2 separate regions of the Dromaius novaehollandiae genome follow, and region 1 is linked to region 2. A link is a contact called in public Hi-C data. All regions are on one chromosome and are shown on one strand. The core of a region is the stretch at or near the end of the contact, and the rest is flanking DNA. Distances in the headings are between cores, read along the strand shown.

What was found. A called contact is a pair of places that touch in the nucleus more often than the background predicts.
Region 1: a contact with region 2 is called in a Hi-C map of liver, with 11 times the contacts expected there. The contact joins two enhancer-like sites. A contact is called at or near these places in 3 of 4 Hi-C or Micro-C datasets (brain, liver and ovary).

Annotation. Positions count from the first base shown.
Region 1 is chr2:158,587,567-158,591,605 of bDroNov1.hap1, reverse strand. The region is part of intron 1 of LOC112989172 (a long non-coding RNA gene); the gene reads right to left. Among named protein-coding and RNA genes, the nearest start is that of LRATD2, 57 kb to the right of the region's middle. Within about 2 kb of position 1,970, at least 1 of the 2 cell types and tissues checked has open chromatin away from gene starts, as enhancers often do.
Region 2 is chr2:158,157,901-158,162,137 of bDroNov1.hap1, reverse strand. No RefSeq gene overlaps it. Among named protein-coding and RNA genes, the nearest start is that of TRIB1, 76 kb to the right of the region's middle. Within about 2 kb of position 1,512, at least 2 of the 2 cell types and tissues checked have open chromatin away from gene starts, as enhancers often do.

The DNA.
Region 1 (4,039 bases), core at 721-3,220, 430 kb before region 2:
CCTCATTTAAAAATAGAGTCAAAGAGAGTCAAGGACAACTAGCTCAAATATTTACAGACCTTTATAGAAGTATGTAAATCAAAATTAAAAATACATGTTGCATGAGACTCATCTGACATAAGATTAGTGTCTATGATATAAATATCTGTATATCAGATGATATCTGGTTCCTGAATGATCAGTAGAGATGTAGTCAGTACAGTCAATGGATATTCTGGTATGATTCATCTAACCAAATGTATGCATGCACTGAGATGCACTGTATCCTACACATGAGTCTGTGAAGGTTGCTTAGGGTAACTTACTCACTCATAGATACCCCCATTCAGATACTGTCAGGATAAGTGAGTGGTGGAAACTCAAGAGACCCCAAACTGTACTATGCTCTGGATAGCCATATTCATTCCCTTCTATATCTGTCAGTCAGGAATGATTGTGGCATGTCTCAAACTGCACAGGTAGATTTGTTGAGCAAAACTTCAGCAGTGTTCAACAAACCTGTCCTGTTAGACTGCTATAGCACCACTCAGAGGGAGCCCTTACAGGATCCAAGATGTAATATTTCTAATGAAATGGACAGAGACTACAAATGGTATCTGTGGACTTTCTCTGTTTTTGCTGTCGTGCTACCCTCTTTTTCATTCTCTGTCACATATTAAATGTAGTATCTGGAAACAAGAGATTGACTCCAGAGCCCTAACTCAGCCTCAACTGAGCATCATATGCCACTCTGCGGAGTCCATGATTGCTCCCTGGGTGATACTGAGTATAGGGGCTGAGCTGAGCAGCTGGTGCTTTCCCTTTAACATCCTGCTGGAAGAACTCCTGCACATCAAGCCATTAGACCATCTAATAGGAGTAATAAAGCTGATATCAGGTACATTTATTTTAACTATACAATAAGGCGCAGCATCAAAACTGCAAAGTGCCAGCCAGATTCTCAGCAGTACATAATATGTCTTGCATTTTTACATTTACCAGCAAGGCATAAACATGTCACAGAAAATTCCCAGGATGCAGAAATATTCTTTGCTGAGCTGAATAAGGAAAGGCAGGCACTATTCTTTAAAAGCGAGCATGCACAATTAACAAGGAAAGTATTGCCAATAAAAAGGCGAAAGATGGCCAGTGAGTGTAATTAAATGGGATAGTTCAGGGTGTGGGTTCAGAAGGAAAATGACAACTACAAGTAACAAAAGCACTTTCAAGGTAACTGGTGTTTTTAGCTGCAGCTTCACAGAACATGGCTAAGTGCAAACGGAGGTTTAGAGAGGCCTGGTTGAAGTATATGGTGAGTTTATGTCAGATAAGAGTCGAGTGGGATCCCAGAAAGGTCATAGATTTGGTTTTCTATTGGGAAGGATCTCTGCTGTTATTTTTCATCAATGAATGCTAGGACCAGAAGGTGTTCAGGTGTCCAGGTTTCCAAACTGGGACCTAAAACATAGGCTGTCAAAGCTCCCACTGATTCATTGCATGAATATTTATGAGGACCTGGACCTAACTGATTTGGAAAAGGTCATAGGCAAGCAGTATAGACAGGCTGAGAATACAACATTTATTTTGGTGTGCAGTTCTTTCCATTGGTCCTCTTTACTCATGCACTGATCGGCTGGCAGACTGTCCACAGTCCTCCTAAGGTCCCTGTTCCTCCAGGAGCCAGTCTGCTTGCTCTGACATACCCATCTTCATGAAACTCCTGTGAGGCAGAGGAGTATGAACTGCCCCATCAGGAGCTGAGACACAAACTCACATGGTCCTACAGAAAGGCTGTGGCAAAACAAGCACTGGACTGTGTCCCGTGCTTGTGTTTAAAATCCTTTGCCTCCAAATTATTCATGGCATTCAGAAACACATGTCGTCTCTAGTCTCTACGTCACCTCTTTAATAAACAGCTCAAATTCAGAGGATTCAGCTCTAAAAGGTGTCCATATGGGAACATTCAATGAAATCCAAGAACTCTGCTGCAGACAGCTGTCAAATTTATAGAACAGCAGGCACAACTGCAAGCAATACAATTGCGAGCACCACAGACTCGGTATGGATAGTGTCTTTTACAATGTAAATGTCCTCGGTGCTTTGCATCAAGAAGCTGTAAATGTTTTACAACATTTTAATAGAGTGCACATAAAACTGCAATGATTTGAAAGAAAGAAACCATGACCGTATAGCCAGTGTTGAAGAGACAAAAGGCAGATTTGTGCCAGGCTCCCTTTTAAAATATAGATTGTGTGAGCTGATTGGGAAAATCGGGAAAATCCTTTAATTACAGAAACTAGGCCTGGAAGAGACCTCAAAGCCTCGTGTAGCCTAGTGCTCGTGTTCCAAAGCAGGACTGAAAAAGCTGACAAGTTTGTCTCACCTATTCTTTCAAACCTCCAGTGAGAGCGTCCTGGGACCTCATTAGGCAGAAAAAAAGTCTCTTCTTCTACGGAGAAGCTCAAAAGCTCAAGGTTAATCTGCGCTACAACAAGGGGAAACTTAAACATGTCAGGTACCTTCACCTTCCATCTTACATCCCCATGTCTGACTTTTGCTACCTCTAAGTTGGGCTTACAGCAGCCATACTGAGTATTCATCAGCTGAGGACTGTCTTCATTGGTAACCATATTTAGCCACAGGCTCACAGATGTTTTTAGTCAAGAAAACTGTATCAAGAAAATGGCTTTCTATCCCGAGAGCAATGTGTCTTCTTTGTAAAACTTAAAAACCACAAGATGAGTCTAAGTCAATTTTCATCCTTGGACCAAGCCTGTGGAGTTCCCTGGAGTGGGTCAGGATAGAGCAGGTCAGTCACAAGGGAAGGTGGGAGGAACCACAGAGCAGCAAAAGTAAAAGCGCACAGCTGCACTCACCGGCTCTCACAAGCACAGAGAAGGTTTGCTGTGCTACGTGTCAGCTATCTGATACCTACTGTGATGTATCCTAAAAAGAGTGCATGTGGTGGTTACAAGGGCAGATTGTAAGATAACTTGCATAGGATAGTCTTTGTTTTCTAATCTGACAAATTAATAATGATTATATGTGTCAGAAAATAAAGCTGCACTACAATTAACTACTTCTTTATTATACAGAGCGCCCTCCTTATTTATTTAAGTAATGAAGGGTAACAACTCTATCTAGTAAACATGCTGGGTTCTATCCTGGCTGTCAGGTCTAATCGACAGTCTGGTTCTTGCCCTGCCTCGAGGGTAGTGCAGCTGTACTCCATCCTGCGCAGGATGGATTGCAAGTTTTGCTCTAGCCTTGCTGGATATGGACGAGTCTAATATAGGAGCCCTGGTAGTGATTTCACAAACTATGCTTGTTTTGCTCCTTACAGGAGTTTCGGTGGGGGGAGGGGAATAACCCCCAAGCGGTGGGGGGAGGGGAATAACCCCCAAGGAGTTATCCCCAGACCAGGGATAACCTTCAAAGTCTGTACTACAGACTCCTTTACTATGGGCTTCTTTATAAAGCATTTTCCTAAGTGCTTTGCTTGTAAAACTTCAGTAATAAAAATAAAAATAAAATAATAATAATAATAATAATAAAAAATAGTGGTCACTGTACTTGGTCAGTCCACCTAAAGCAGTTTCCTGTCATTGTGAGTGGCCAGAAGAGGGTTTTAGGGAAAAGCTGGGGCATACCAGTGTGGGGGCCTACTGATATTCCAGTGCTACCTCCCAGAACAGCTTTATCATCTTCCAACAGCAGAACAAAAATTTTTTGAGACAGCAGTCACGTCTTTATATTCAGCAGTCCTCAATGGATTTCTCTTCCATAAACTTGTCCTGTTCTCCTCTGAACCTTCATAATTTGTTAGTCAGCTCTTGAATCCATGTGAGATACCCACAACAACCTGTGGTGTGGAGTATTGCAGCTCAGCTATGCAGCTCATGAAGAACCACCTCTTTTTTATGCTTTGAACTTGCCCTTTGCTAGCTTTGGTTGATGCTCACTAATCCTTGTCTGGGAAGAGGCAGAGAATAATAATTACCTATGTACCCACTTTTGGCTACTCATGATTTTATAGACCTATGTCATATAACCCCTCAGT
Region 2 (4,237 bases), core at 263-2,762:
CTAAGGCTTCCCATTTACCAGTAATATTGGTAATTCTCTTCCTTTAAGTACTAAAAACATTGTGTCCTTTGACATTTTGGTGATGCATTACCTGTTGTTTGGAATATAAATGTGAACCCAGAACTGATTTTGCAACAGACAGCAGATTAGCATTTTCTTGTAGAAGTATTTCAAGGTTTTAAGTTCCATTCCCAGCTTTTTCACAGGACTGGCAGAATTTGACATCATTATGCATCTTTGACTGAGGAGAGTACTTCAACATGAACATTACCTTGATTATTACAATGTCCAGCAAAGTCCTGTTTAACTGAAATTGCTTCTATTATTTGACCTTGAAGGTAACTGCTGATTCCATTAAGCAGCCTACAGTGAAAGGACTGCTTACTCTGAGCTAAGCTGTACAAACCTCACTAAGCAGACCCACTAAAACCAAAGAGTACTGGCATATTGGTTCACTTTGTACAAAGAGTGTATGTTAAGAAACAGGATATATGGATGTGAAAAATAGATAAATAAATAAACAACCTATTTACAGAAAAGAGGAACAGAAGATTTTCAGACTAACTTCAGATATCTCCTATAGGAAGCTACTCTCTCCCTGTGCATCCAGTGGATCAACACTAGCCCTTCTAGAGAAGAGACCTAACTCAGATATCCTGAACTACTCTCTGGAGAAGTTTGTCACTCTCCACTGATGGCATAAGTGTCCTATTTTAAATACTATTGAATTAGATGCAGTAAGTTAGGCAGTACCTTTTCTCCCCAAAGTCACACTCCACGTTTGTTTTGTTTTCTGGTTTTGGGGTTTTTTTTGTAAGTACAAAGAATGCAGATATGGCTATAGGGCTGATATTGTAACTATAGTCCAAGTTAACTTTTCTTATTAAAAACTGTAACTTAAGGAAGCAATAAACCAAGTCTTCCAATGCATCATGAGAAACTATGTTCTTTTGTATAAGTTAGATGCTGCTCTCCTTGAATACTTCATCCCCTAGACAGTTCACTGTATTAAAAAAGTGGTGAGTCAGGTTTGCAATGTGGCTTCAGCAATGTGCTTCTCCTAAATTAATGGGGAACCATTCTCCACAGTCACATATTTTCAAAGTGCTATATCAGTGAGAGTGCCACGACTTGAGGGGATAGTTAATAGACCTGATGTGTTTGAAAAAGTTAATCAAAAAGAAGTATGTTACTTCTTTTACAGTAGCATATTCAGTAGCATCAGTTGCTCTATAATCCCATATTGTCTGGCAGATGTGAGGCATGTAACTGCAAAGCAATGCTAATGGAAGATCTATTTTGCCCAGACATCAATTCAGCAGTACCTATAAGCACACAGTTCAAAAGCTTTCTGAATTTGGGTCTCAATTATAAATTAAATAGTGTTAGGGGTGGATGAAGGGGAGTTTGAAGAATTCCATTTAAACAGCTTCTGCAGGTAAGATAATTCAGGCTCACTTTTCCACAATGCAGCTGTACACAATTTCCAGTCAATAAGCTGAGCAAACGGCATCTGCTTGCAATAAAGCAACCGGCAACAGCTGCAGCAACTGATAAAGAAGCAGAAACATGCCCTAGCAGGGACTACCCTCTTCCACAGAAGCCTTGAGGGCCAAGCTTATGTAGGGGAGACCACACACATGCAAGGGAGGCAGCAAGTTCCCTGTGGCTCCAGGGCTCCTGCTCCTCCTAGCAACACGGGCTTGGCAGCGAGCACCCTGGGGAGACAAGATGCAAGAGGTGGTAGCAACCTCCACTCTCAGAGGAGTCAGATGCAGATGATGACATTACACAAGATGCCTTTCTTCAACTTGGCCTCACCCCCAGGCTTCTCTCCTGCCCCCTTATCAATGACCGCTCTTCCTTTCCTCTTTCTCTTATTTATTTGCTCTTATTTAATCTACTCATCACAGGACTCAACAAGCCCATAATTCCGTCATCATTAAATGAAAAACAAAAAGACCACCTAATGTGGCTCTAAACCCAGCTCTTCTTTCAGTTAGTTCACCATTCCCCCCATGTCCTCCTCAACTGTCTAGGTATAACCCCTCCAAGACAGGGCCTTTACTGTCTCACTGGATTTGGAACAAGAGGAATCCAAATATTTGTCAGCAGTGTTACACAGATGAGCAAGATACAAACCAAGTATGACTTTCTTGTGTCTCTCACCTTTGCCTGTCTTTTTAGAATCTTTAGGTAGTGAAACAGGTATATAGACAAACATAAAAAGATTTGGCCCAAGAGCTGAAGTATCAGTATCTTCTGGTACCTTGCACCACCAAGGGACTTAGCACTCAGAACTACAGTGAGACTGTTGTCTTCCTCTTGTGCCTATACAATGTGAGATACTGACTCTTTCATCACACTTTCTCAGCCAATTGTGCTTGCAGTTATGGGTCTTAATAGCAGTAAGGGTCCAGCTCAGCACTTGATTACCAAGCAAAAGTCACAGGAAAGCCAGGAGCAACAGGATCACCCCTGGGGATTTCAAAAACAGCACCCTTCATTAAGTTCTCCATGGCTGTAGTTTCTAGAGGAGAAAAATCATCTCTTTCAACATCATGGTGAAAAAAAAAAAAGTGAAAGGTGTAGACTTTGAAGTGGTGGGGAAATACCATCATTCACTCACAGACAGAAGTCTGGCATTCGTTACGTGTGACAGGGAGGCTGCGTGCTGCAATGCACATAAGGACACATTCCCTATAGAAAGCAGAGATAGGCACATGCTGCAATCTCACATGCCGTGCAGGTTACTTTTTACACAAGCTGGCTAGCTGACACTTATTCCTCCCCACTGCTGTGGGAAGCCATGAAGGTCTTCCTCCTCTTTTGGCCATTTTTCTTTCTGAGGCATCTCATTGCTAGCTGGAAGTTTATCCTACCTGCATGTGGACTGTCATCAAGCCTAGGTTTTTTCTGTTCTGGCTTTGATCTCCTATCCAATTTAAAGACTGAAGTCCTTGATCTAACTGTAACATTTTCTGTATCCCCTCTCTCTGATGGAACAATTAACCTCTCTGATTTTTACTAGGAATACTGAATTCGTTATTGACATCCTGTATCTGTTCCCTGCTCCTACTACTATTCCTTTGCTCACTTGTAGGTTTATGACAAATTCTGAAATGCAGGTAGGACTTCCTGAAATGCCAAGCCAGTTTTAAAAACCTAAGAGCTGGGCCAGCCGACACTAGCCAAGGAAAAGGACGTGTATTTAAATCGTCTAAAAAAAATCCTAGCTCCTATTAATTAATAACAGAATATTGATTGAGAAGATGATAAGCAGTAACATTAAAAGCAAAGGTTTAGCTTTATCATCACATTTCCTGATTAGTCAGAGTTTAATTTCTCCCCTTGGAGACTGCATTAGTGTTGTTTGCACTGAGTACCGTGGTTAGTCCGCATAGCCTGTTACTAACGACATTCATGAGGATATGGTAGGCCAAAGAAATATCACAAACAAAAGAAAGAGAAAACTATGCCTTGGGCTTGACATCTGAGACTACTCACTTCTTTTCTTGGCTATATGGACTATTCACTTCCCTGCTACACGAATGGCAGCAAACTCACGTTGGGCCCGCAGAGCTCTGACCAGCCAAAATTGTGCCTGACTGAAGGCTGCTCAGTTCACTTGAAAATTTCCAAAGTCAGAAGACACGTACGAAGGATACTACGGGACATCCCCTGTGTTACAGCCAGTGGCTTTAAGGATAGTGAAAGCATCAAAAACCCACAGGGTTCCCCACTGGAGCAGAACCAGGGAGGAGGATTAATATGCTTCCTATTGTCTCCAAAACTGCACCCATCCAAAACCCGTTCAATCCCCCATCATCACCTGCCAGTCCCCACCAAGCCTCCCCAGCTGTCTTTGCAGAGATCTGCCAGGCTGTGGGATCCCGAGGGATTATAGGGAAGCAGTTACAAATGGATTTTGGATCCTAGATGAAAGAGCTTGACAACTACTCTAGTCTTTCTGAGGGAAACACTGAGAAGGAAAATCATAATCTCCCAGTCCCATCCTGACAGTGGGATCTTGCATAAGTCACTACCATTTGTGTGTTCAGATTTGCCCTGCACCAAAAAAGCCTGATAGTGTCCATTTACCTGTAATACTGTGTGGGGATACAGCATGGATTAATTAGTACTTGTGCAACACTTTGAGAACAAAACAGTGTTATTTATGATAGTAAACACCCTCAAGCCAAAGTCATCTCTGGCCAAGGGGCTTCAGGAATGGATT